Regions from separate parts of the Ovis aries genome. Here region 1 is linked to region 2. The links are chromatin contacts, called in public Hi-C maps. All regions are on one chromosome and are shown on one strand. Each heading gives the region's core, a stretch centred on a gene start, on an enhancer-like site or on the middle of the called end of the contact. The rest is flanking DNA. Distances are from core to core; before and after follow the strand shown. Region 1 overlaps RNF144B (ring finger protein 144B). Region 2 has its middle 26 kb from the start of TRNAS-GGA.

Region 1 (5,667 bases), core at 1,312-3,811, 140 kb before region 2:
TTTTTAGATTCCATGTATAAAGGATGTCATACAATATTTCTGCTTTTCTGACTTACTTCACTCAGTATTGCATTCTCTAGGTCCATCCACGGGGCTCCGAATGACATTATTTCATTATTTTTAACGGCTGACTAATACTCCATTTGTATATATGTACCATATCTTCTTTATCCAATCCTCTGTTCCTTTGAGCTTTTTAAGGACCAGTTGGTGAAACAAACATTGATATAAATCACGATGAAATCATAAATGCTAAGAGAGCCACGGGAGCCCCAGGGTTCAGGTTATGAGGAGATGACCTTACTAATATGCTGATGCCCAGCGTCTTTCAAGGGAGGACACGGGTTCCAGGTAGACAGCAGGCTTTCCCAGGTGTGGATGGAGGGAACATCGACCCTGGTCCTGTCTGCTCTGGGGTCCAGGGGCAGATATACCTTGGGGAAAGCAGAAGTGCCTTCAAGAGATGGAGCTCTCAGTTCTTTCAACACATCCTAAAGTCTTTGATGGACACGTTGGCTTGGGTTCAAGATAGTATTTCCTAAACCCATTTTTGCTGTTCCTTAGAGAACCTTTGTGTGCTTAAGGAGTACAAACCTTTCTTCAGTCATTTATCCCAAAATTTATTTTACTGCTTGTCCTTAAAAATAACACTGGGGGGGAAGAGACGAGTCCAATGGCTATCAATATTTCCACTGTCCTTTTTAACAAGATCATTTTTTAGCTTCTCAGTCAAGTCTCTCTTAGTTGCAGGTGACTGAGATTCCATTCAAATTAGCAGATGCAAAAAAGGGAATTTGTGGGCTCACATAATTGGAAAGTCTTAGGGGGTGGACAGAGATTTGAACAGGGCCGTGAACTCTCTCCATGTCCCTCAGCTGTACCCACTTCTGCTTAGTTTTGGATCCTCAGTTCAGTTTAGTTCAGTCGCTTAGTCGTGTCTGACTCTTTGTGACCCCATGGACTGCAGCCCGCCAGGCCTCCCTGACCATCACCAACTCCCGGAGCTTGCTCAAACTCATGTCCATCGAGCCGGTGATGCCATCCAACCATCTCATCCTTTGTCATCCCCTTCTCCTCCTGCTTTCAGTCTTTCCCAGCATCAGGGTCTTTTCCAATGAGTCAGTTAAAAGAAAATTATATCTTTCACGAGGATTGTAGCGAGGTGCAGAACTCTGTTTGGATTAGCATGTACCAGAGGGCTGGCTGGTGTTTTGGCCACTATAGTAAAAAGTGATGAAAAAACTGTCAAGAAAATTATAAAATGTAAATTCATTCCTCTATTTTTGTGGGGCAAAAGTGTCGAACACTGGGAATTAAAAAATGTCCCAGGTCAGCAATGAGCAAGGAATTGATGATGATGACCTGACTCAGATAAAATAAGAACAGCAACTTACCTTGATGCTTGGCTTTTTCCTTGCCATTTCCAGTGGCCTGGGAGGGGTGTGATTTATCACTGTTCACCCCACCTGTCCCCCAGTTCCTTGTCTCCAAAACTCAGGGACTGGGAGAGTAACTTGATTTCACAGTGGAAGAGTTGGGGGTGAGTGTTGAGGTAGGGAGAACGCCTGTTACTTATTCACACTTGAATGTGAATTCATGTCACCTTCTGGTTCTCCAGCATCCTCAACAGAATTAAGCAGATAGGACTTACGCAGTTGGAGTCCAGGGTGGGGTAAGTTCTGGAGTACAGGTACAGCAGCCTTATTCAGACACCTGCAAGGCCCCAGGCATGTGGGGAGAAGGAAGGAGAGAAGAGGGAGCTGGGGTTACGAGGAGGTGGTGGGATGAGCCAGCCCTGCTCTCGGTGGTCTTCACCAGCACCAGTCAGGACACCTCCTTTTGCTCACTGTCATTTAAAGCCTCTTAGGTGGCTAGCCCACCTGGAGTCTTGCAATGGTGTGGGGAGAACTGGATTAAAAAAATAATAATAATTTGTATTTATTTCTGGCTGTGTTGAGTCTTTGTTGCTGCGTGAGCTTTTATCTAGTTGCAATGAGTAGGGGACACTCTTGAGCTGTGCGGGCTTCTCATGGCAGCGGCTTCTCTTGGTGCAGAGCTCTAGAACGTTCGGGCTTCTGTAGTTGTGGCAAGTGTGCTCAGTAGTTGCGGCTCCTGGGCTCTAGAGCCGCAGGATCAGTAGTTGTGGCACACAGGCTCCGTTGCTCTGTGGCCTGTGGGAGCCGCCCGGACCAGGGATCGAACCCATGTCTCCTGCATTGTTGGCAGGTTCTTAACCACGGAACCACCAGGGAAGCCCTAGGAGAGCTGGGTTTTGCAGCCTCCTTCCTTTCTTCTTTGCAGATTCTCTGGGGATAGAGACGTGGAAGAAGTTTCCGAGGCTGCCTCTGGGTCAAGCAGCGCAAAACAGAAGCTCTTTGTGGATGTGGTTTCTGTTCTGCTCAGCCGTCCTCACACGTTCACTTGGAGCTCTGAGCTTCCCTGGCCGTGACTCTGAAGGACCTTCCACATCGGTTTCCATACTCACAGCCCCTGTCGAAGCAGGCGGGGCTCTTTCCACCTCACTGCTCTGCTCTGTTAGCTATTTCACACTGGACTGGTGGTGAAGAGGCAGTCAGCCTTGGCTGTAGTTTGCGAGGGGTGGGGACAGGAAGGAGGTTTCTGGGTCTGTGTTGCTGACCTAATTCCACATTATGTTTTCATAGAATGAGTTGATTATTTTTATATCACTTACTGGTAAGTGAATGACCTGCACTCCTTTCAATTTTTCCATGTCCCAACTTCCAGTTCCCGACCACATTTTACACGCACTTGAAAATTCCCTTCTTAGGACCTTTTCTTGTAAGCACGTAGGAACAATATTGCCTGCTTATTGTTGGAACAGCAACTTTGCTGCCAGTATTATAAAACCCTCATCTTACATGTAATTTGTATGAGGAATAAGTTAATATTTATTGTCAAGGCTTTAAAGCAGCTGTGTTCATCATGCTGCATTTTAATATTTAATGGACCAATGGAATCTTTTCAGTTTAATCACCTTCCTTGAAGTGATTAATATGCATCACTTAATCCGGCTTTCTTTCACCAACTCTGAAAACTGGTTCCTTGTTAAACGAGTTAGTTATTTGTTCCCTAAAGTTATATTCACTGTGTACTTTTTGTGTTTGACATAGCTTTTTATGTTTCAAGTTCAATGAAAAAAAAAGTCATTTTGAGAGTATATGTTCTCTTTGTATTTTGAAACTGGGATGCTCCTGTTAATTTGATGTTAGGCTGAGCATCAGAGAGACTTTCCAAGTTCAAGTTCAAACTCACAAGCATCATGGCTTTCTTTTTTCTAAAACTTGCTCACTTATGCCCCATTTCTGCTGGTATGACATAATAAAAAACCTCACTTTTTGAGTGTAAATTTGATTTTTGTTTCCCTTCCCTGCTTTTCAGTAAACTTTGTGATTCTTTTCAGTCTTAAACTTTAAGTGAGAATAATAACTCCATGAAGTGTGGCTTTTAAAAATGTTTAATAGACAAGACGTTATTATTTAAAAGTTGATTGTAAAAATTAAAACCATTAAAAAATGATTATTATGGCAGCATTAATTTCCTCCTGTTACATGTATTGTTAGTGTGATTGATTTACCTTTGTGAGACCTACATTAAAAATAAATAAGTGCATTTAGTAAAACTTCGAAAACAATTTCCCATCACCCACAGGAAGAATCCATTTGTTTTACAAGAAGTGATAAGTGTATTTTGTAAGAAATAGAATTTTAAGTTTATTTACTATCAGGTATTTTTTTTGTGTACTAAATATGCAATATAGTATTTGTGTTTCCTGTTGCAAAAGTAAAAAAAAATAGTAGTGGAGAAAGTAGAAAAAAAGCTTTTGAGTATCTGCCCTTTGTTCTGAATGTATTTTCCTTTATTGTAGATGTATTAACTGAGTAGATTACTCTAATTACATAGTTCATGTTTGTAGCAGCCTTGACTAATTCAGTTTAAAATCAGATTAAAACAAAACTTTCTTCTTCTTGTGTGTCCAAACCCATAATTTAGACTGTTCTGAACTTTTAAAAGACTGCTTAGCCAGTTTTTTTCCTCCAACCACAATTTGAGATAATTTCCTTAAAAAGCAAGAAAATTGTGCCACATTCAAAGATCCTAGAATGTGGATCCTAGCTGTTTAGGGATTGTTTCTGTTGATGGGGAGAAATTAAGTGGACCACCATGCACTATAAGTAACAGCAAGCACCAGGACTAGAAAGCCGGGGGTGAGTCTTGATTAACTCAGAGAAAGAACTGGCAGAGCCAAATTCTCCATCTTTGGCCTTAGCATTTCAGTGGGTCTTTGTTTCTTATGGACTTTCTCGCCTCCCCCATTTCTTTCTCATCTTTAATTCAGACAAGCATTTGACAGTTTTGATAGTATTTGGATGCCCTCTGAGCTTAGGAAGACATTTTCTTTGGGTTCAGTCCATTGAGTCCATTTAGGTTGCTGTGTTTTCATACTGTGTTCATCAGAAAAACCTTCAGTGGGAGGAAGCACGCAGAGATGTTAAATTCTCTCAAGTTCCTTCTTGAGTCATTTCAGCTGCAGGAGTTTCTCTTCCTTTTGCTACTTAGAGAATTGGGACTTTGGAAGTAGGGATCCTCCTGGCCACAAAACCTCCACTGTCGCTCCAGTCCTGCAAAATATCTTCTCGCTTCCCCATGTAACTTCTGCATTTGCTTTGTGATTTGGTCAATGCTGAAAGGAGGGCTTTGCCTTAAGTAGTTGTTTCCTGGGTTAAAGGTACTCCTGGATAAGGTAATTTGACAAGACATTCACTGGTACTGATGTTATATATTGGAGGGAACCTCCCTGCCTCCTGCCTGATAAAGCACCTCAGTGCTAATCAACCAGGAATTCCTGAATGCTCTTTAACTCATCCTGTGGAACAGCATCGTCAAGTTCTTGAGTTTCTTCCTGATAAAACACCGTCTTTTCAGTTCAGCTCAATCACCATGTCTGTATTTTAGCCTACACATGACGTGTTTTCTTGAATTTGAGTAACATCTTTAAAATTAACATTTATTTTAAAAGTTGTTTTAAAATTAAAGAAAGAAAAAAAAGAATCAATATCACATCAGTGATTTAGTAGTTTCCCCAAACTGTAACTTCTTTAGACATTTCATTTTTGTTAAAATTTCTTATTCAATTATGGTAATATTATTCATCATGTATATAGATAATTCACATCCATTGATCATATATATAGAGAGAGACTGGTATGTAGATCTGTTTTTCCCCTTTTATTCTAAAAAATATATTAAAGTATTGAAGGGATATTTGATTCATTACTTTTCCTCCTTTTTTGAATGAAAATTTCTTTTTTCTATTCTTTATTTTTTATTGACATAGTTATATATATGTATTGAGTTCAATAAAATAAAAAGTCCCTGCCAAAGCCCCTTTTCTGGCCACTGTTTTCTTTTATAGTTATGACTAAAAAGATAACTTGGTTGTATAGAGAAGGGTGATAGATTTGTTTCAGGTTATATTTGTTAGGCATGACATTATTTCTGGGATAATTTCCACATTATTATTATTTTTTAACCTTCTCTGATAACTTTCCTTGTACTTCATGTTTAGTAAAACAAACAAACATATCTCGCTCACTTTTATATCATGACATGTCCCTGAAAAACCTGTATATAATCAGAATCTTTGGA
Region 2 (6,291 bases), core at 3,412-5,911:
TTTAAAAATATCCTCAGTTGATTCCTAATATTCAGGTAGGTTTGAGAATAATAGATTAGATGGTTCTTTTTAGATAGGTAGTATTGAAATATTCGCTCATTTCTACTCTGATTTTAATTATACAGATAAAAAGTGATCTGCCTGGAAAATCCCATGGATGGAGGAGCCTGGTAGGCTGCAGTTCATGGGGTCGCTGAGTCGCACATGACTGAGCAACTTCCCTTTCACTTTTCACTTTCATGTACTGAAGAAGGAAATGGCAACCCACTCCAGTGTTCTTGCCTGGAGAATCCCAGGGATGGGGGAGCCTGGTGGGCTGCTGTCTATGGGGTCAGGCAGAGTCGGACATGACTGAAGCGACTCAGCAGCAGCAGCAGGGGTTATTATCAGCAACAGTAATTCTTAAAATGGGTTTATAAAAGCATTGAACACTAAAAAAAAAATGGAACATTTGTATCCCAAACTGCACCATATTTAATTGCACTGTTACTAAGCGATAGCTGGTTGGTGCTGGATGACATGGATGTCATTCAACCTGGATTCTAGTTGTGACTCAAACCAGCATGCAGTATTTGAAATTTAATCTCCTTATCTGTGAAATAGGGCTCCTAATAACATCTGCCCAATCTATCTCAGTAGAGAAGGCAATGGCAACCCACTCCAGTATTCCTGCCTGGAAAATTCCATGGACAGAGGAGCCTGGCAGACTACAGTCCATGGGGTCGCAAAGAGTTGGACACGACTGAGCGACTAAACCACCGCCAATATACCTCAGGGGCTTCCCTGGTGGCTCAGTGGGTAAAGATGAAAGGCATGAGGCACAGGAGATGCTGGTTCTGAGCTCTGGGTTGGGAAGACCCCCTGGAGGAGGGCATGGCAACCCACTCCAATATTCTTGTCTGGAGAATCCCATGGACAGAGGAGCCTGGTGGGCTACAGTCCATGGGGTCACAAAGAGACCGACATGACTAAACACGCAGGCAGGCAGTCTACCTCACAAATCAGGAATGAAGCAAGACAGTAATAGATGCAAAAGATTTGATAAAGGTAGGGCTTAGCAGGAGCAGCAGAAGGTTTTACAGAAGTATAGGGCATTGTTATTTTCTTTTCCTTTGTAGTCCCATTTAGTCACACAGTTGAAGGATTGCGTGTCAATTTCCAATTAGTGGCAGGTGGAACCCGCAGAGAGGGAAACTGGTGAGGCAGGAACCTGTTTGTAAGGGACTCGTGCATTTACGAAGTTTGGTATCTGTGTGTCCTGGCACCAAACTCCAGGAGGATTGCAAGGGTGGACTCTATGTGAGTCTCTGTGCATGTATACACAGAAGTATATGTAAGTATATGTATACCTATATATACAGGTATGTAAATATGTGTATATCTGTATACGCAGGTATGTAAATATATGTATACCCATATACACAGGTATGTATGTAAATGTACATATACATATACATTTCAAAGGCATCTATCTGGGCCTTTGGAAGCACAGCTATGCCAGGGCAGCACTATGACTCATGGAAAAAGATCACTAGGGCACAGTTGTCCCTGGGCAGCAGTGACCGCAGCCTCTACTTTGCACTGACAGGGCTCTGGTCTGTTCTTTTAAAATAAAAAATTATTTATTTGGCTGTGCTGGGTCTTAGCTGCCACATAAGGAAACTTTAGTGGCAGCGTGTGGTGATCAAACTTAGACCTCCTGCACTGGGAGTGTGGCCTTTTAGCCACTGGACCACCAGGGAAGTCCCTGGATATGTTCTTAACTGAATAAGCTTCAGGTCTTGTTTTTTTTTGCCTTTGGATAACTTGTTTGGAAGTTATCTTTAGGTGTGTGATATAGTAGGGGAGGGGAATTTGGGGAGTGAGTTGCCCTAGAGACGAGAGGAAGGGGGAGGGCATTCCCAGCTCTCAGATGAATGCATTTCCCATGGATGTGGAAAAGAGTTTTAAGAGGGGCCACTGACAGAACTGTACCCTCAGAAATGGTTGGCTTTTCTTAATAACTCTCTCCAATTCCTACTCCCATTTAAAAACTCCTCCTCCGCGTGGAAACACTCAGGACTGGAAGGTGTTCAGGTGTTTCATTCCTGTTTTAGGGCAGAAGATCCCTCCCCAGGCCTTGGACTCTCCCCAGCGGGGACGGAGTGCCAGCTCTTACAAAGGCTTCGCTGTGTGGTGATCCAACGGGCTGGCCCAGGACCCGGCATGGCAGCTCTGTTGGGGGCCAAAGAGGAAGCCCAAGTAGGAATGGCCTAATGGGAGGAAAGGGTGTTGGCGGGCATATGGTTAAATCATAGTAGGGTGTGTCGGTGAAAACCCAAAGAGTATGTGGCGGTGAAAGGAGGATGTCTTTTACGACAGCGTGGAGTGCCCTTTTACGTGAGCTGCCCTCAGCGAGGGCTAAGAACTCTGGAACCAAGAACTTGGTTTTACTGCCCCAATCTGTTGCTTTCTAGAAGTCTTCTTTCTTCCCCCATCTCATGGTCTTTCAAGGTATCTAATGTCCAAGGTTGAGTCTGGATATGGAAATGGTACTCTGGGTTCTGTTGGGCTCAGGGTGGGATTTGTCCTGATGTGTGTTAAGGGGATTGGGAGCAGAGATAGTACTTCTGTCTTTGGTCTCCTTCCCCCAGCCCCCAGTGATAGTGAGGCCACCAGTACTGGCTGTAGATATGATTTGCCTTTGGTTCCCACGGGAAGAATGAGGGCCTGGAGGTGTAGGTGTGGGGCCTTAGGGCATTTCCATGGCACTGTCATTCTGGTCTTCAGGTTCTTCTTCCATAGTTTTCAGAACAATTCTTGGGTTGCTGGGAGCCAGGGGTTTGCTTTTGGTTCTGAATCCTGCTGCCAGTTAGTCCTGTTGTTAGGGGAAGCACACTGACTGGAACCGCCCACCCTGGCCAGGCACCATAGTAACCATTTGCATGAGCTGTTTTACGACAGGAGATTCTGGTAAGGAACAGGGAACTAATAAGCCTCGGAAGAGTTCGGGAAATGTCAAAAGGAGACACCACAGGTCTGACCACTTCCCAGAATCCTTCTCTCTGGCATCCATCTTGGCTGAACGAGGTGTGTACCACCAGGAAGGACTCTGAATCAGAATGACTGGCTAAAGACAACCCGGAAAGTTATCCCATCACCATAAAACCCAGAGACTGCAAGCCGTGTGACAGCTGTTTTGGGTTCCCTTCCCCTACTACTCTCCACCTGGGTGCCCTTTCCCAATAAAATCTCTTGCTTTGTCAGCAGATGTGTTTCCTCAGACAATTCATTTCCGAATGTTAGACAAGAGCCCAGTTTCGGACCCTGGAAGAGGTTCCCTTTCCTGCAATACTGTGTCCTCAGGTATTTCACTGTATCTCATTTTTCTCCCTTTGACTGTCAGATGGGAATGCTTTTAAATTATAAATTAGTGTAGAAAGTTGTAGTTCTAGTACTAACATGGTGATTAGCTTGACTTCTGTTGAGCATGTGTATTTAGGGAGGGAGGAAGATGTCAACATTTAGTTTAGTGTCAGAAAGAAAGCTCCTCTAAAGTTAAAAGTGTGATTGCTAAGGGGTAAAGAGGAAAGGAAAGCAGAGAGTATAATCTGTTGCATAGACCAGAGAGAAAAAGTTGGAGGTTGGAGGGCAGAAGGAGAAAAAGCTGACTGGGTCTTCTGTTAAAAGCTATGAGAGATGACTTGGCTGGTATGAAGAGATGGTAACAAAATCTCTCCACAATGCCTCACATTCAGCCATTAGAGATTTATTCCTTTGGATGAAACACTGTCATTATAAAATGTAGATGTGTCTGGAATGGGTAACATGTTAAGCTATTTACTCCTTTTTTTTCTGTTCATTTTCCAACCTGACAGGGACAAACTGTGTAAAAGTGATGGTATAAGATTATCTGTGAAAGAGAAGTTAAATCAGGGTATGGAGGAGGAGGAAGACTTTAGAGACTTCACTTGCTTCACCGTTTTGTTTTAGGACTGAGGTTCACTTGGAGTTTGCTGAGACGATAGGGAATGAGCGTGCGGAGGCTTCTGCCTGAGACTGCAATTAAGTTCAGGGGTGACGCTTTAACCAGAGAGTGAGGAGAACAAATCTCTGGTGTCTAGAAACTGAATAACACTTCTGTTCCCTCACTGTGTGCTGTTGAGTGTGTTGGCCAAGCTCAATGGAAACACTGCATTCCCGGGCAGAGCTCCTCATGCCTTCTGCCGAGAAACTGCTTCTCCCTCCACAGCCTGCTTTGCCTCAGGACCAGCTCTGATCTTAGGGGGAAATGCGTGCAAGTGGCAATTAACAGATAACCCGGCACAGTCCACAGAAGCCTGTCGAATCCATTATGGAGGCTGGTTCTCACCCATTCCTCTCTGGGAGCTAGATGAGATTCTGGACCTAATTAGTACTTGAAGAAGTGAGAACTCTTGAGAGTTGCTGGGAAAATCGTGAAGTTGCCTTGAAGCCACATGGCTCGCTCCTCGCAGCTAAATCAGAGTGTTGAGGTGCTTCTTTGGTTAGAATATCAGTGAATTTTTGTTTCTTTAGCTCCTCTCCGAGGAAAATGATACCTAGGAGGGCAGATTCGAGGCACTATCTGTGAAACGCCCAGACGCTTTGATGAGAAAGGAGACACCGTGAGCCGAGGATGCTTGTATGGTTTTCTGGTGCCATCTAGCGTCTCCCTGGAGGAATGGCAGAGGCGTGACTCGGTCATGAAAGGACCCTGGCGGCAGCAAAGTGAGTCTTTGAGGTGCCAGAGTTTAGTTTCTCTTAAACTGGGCTCTGTGGGTCATTGTGTTTATTTCCAGAGGTTTGAGAGAATTGTTTTATTTAAAACCTGCCTTCTTCCAGAGGTACTTCTTTGGGATTGGGAGGAAAGTTCCGATGAACAAATTCATGGCACGTAATAGTATTCATTTTACCCAGGGATCGTTGCATATCAAAAGGGCTACAGAGAAAGGACAATAGTTTACCCCAAGAAAGAGACCCTTTTAATAGATGCTGTATCCCTTGAGGGTAAGGACCAAGTTGGTTATGTCTATACCACCAGCCTAGCAAACACTGGCCACGTAGTAGATACCAGTGAGTATATGATAGCACCACAGTAGTGTCTGCATGCCCCTGGTGGCTCAGACGGTAAAGCGTCTGTCTATCAGTGCGGGAGACCTGGGTTCGATTCCTGGGTCGGTAAGATTCCCTGGAGAAGGAAATGGCAACCCACTCCAGTACTCCAGTACTCTTGCCTAGAAAATCCTATGGACGGAGAAGCCTGGTGCAGGCTACAGTCCATGGGATCGCAAAGAGTCGGACACGACTGAGGATTTCACTTCAGCGTCTGGATGAGCAAGATGTACACCCTGTTTACTAGAGGTATTCGCAGATAATTGGTGAATTATGGGATTCTTCGCTTATTTGTACAGAGGCAAGTAGCCTGAGTGGGCTTGCCTGGTGGATCAGACCATAAAGAATCTGCCTGCAATGCAGGAGACTTGGGTTCGATCCCTCAGTTGGGAAGATTCCCCTGGAGAAGGAGAAGGAAATGGCAACCCACTCCAGTATTCTTGCCTGGAGAATTCCACAGACAGAGGAGCCTGGTGGGCTACAGTCCATGGGGTTGCAAAGAGTCGGACACGACTGAATGACTAACACACGTTCACTGGTATTTTAAGTGTTGGGGGGAGGGCTATAACTTTGAGGCAAATATCAACTTGGTTCTTTTCTAGAAATAGCGTTGAATTTCTATTTTAAAGGATAGTTTAGTTCAGTTCAGTCGCTCAGTTGTGTCTGACTCTTTGCGACCCCATGAATCGCAGCACGCCAGGCCTCCCTGTTCATCACCATCTCCCGGAGTTCACTCAGACTCACGTCCATCGAGTCCGTGATGCCATCCAGCCATCTCATCCTCGGTCGTCCCCTTCTCTGAAAAGGAAAGAACATTTAAGGCATAAAACAGAGAGAATGTAAGAAATTCATTTTTAAGCCCCATCCCTAAAACTGGAATTAGCATTAGAGTCAGGGGTGCTAGTTGAGGGATAGAGCAGGCTTGGGCCTTAATTTTAGAATGGTTTCCACTGAGACAGAGCTTTCTGAGATACAACTCTTGCCTCTTAAGGGTGAGCTTCAGAAAAGATACTTGGGAAAAAATATGTCTGACCCTTGAATACTGGTTTGAACCGTGCAGGCCCACTTTCATGCGGAGTTTTTAATTGTAAACACTACAGGATCCCAGGTTGGTTGTATCTGCAGATGCAGAACCTTGGTTCCAGAGGAACTGAATGTGCAGATGGCTGGTTATACTAA

The links. A called contact is a pair of places that touch in the nucleus more often than the background predicts.
Region 1: a contact with region 2 is called in a Hi-C map of blood, with 7 times the contacts expected there. The contact joins two enhancer-like sites. A contact is called at or near these places in 14 of 16 Hi-C or Micro-C datasets (blood, hypothalamus, liver and 6 more).

Annotation. Positions count from the first base shown.
Region 1 is chr20:38,568,630-38,574,296 of ARS-UI_Ramb_v3.0, reverse strand. All of the region lies in intron 1 of RNF144B (ring finger protein 144B), which reads left to right. Among named protein-coding and RNA genes, the nearest start is that of RNF144B, 39 kb to the left of the region's middle. Within about 2 kb of position 2,561, at least 3 of the 54 cell types and tissues checked have an H3K27ac peak or open chromatin away from gene starts, as enhancers often do.
Region 2 is chr20:38,433,056-38,439,346 of ARS-UI_Ramb_v3.0, reverse strand. No RefSeq gene overlaps it. Among named protein-coding and RNA genes, the nearest start is that of TRNAS-GGA, 26 kb to the right of the region's middle. Within about 2 kb of position 4,661, at least 7 of the 54 cell types and tissues checked have an H3K27ac peak or open chromatin away from gene starts, as enhancers often do.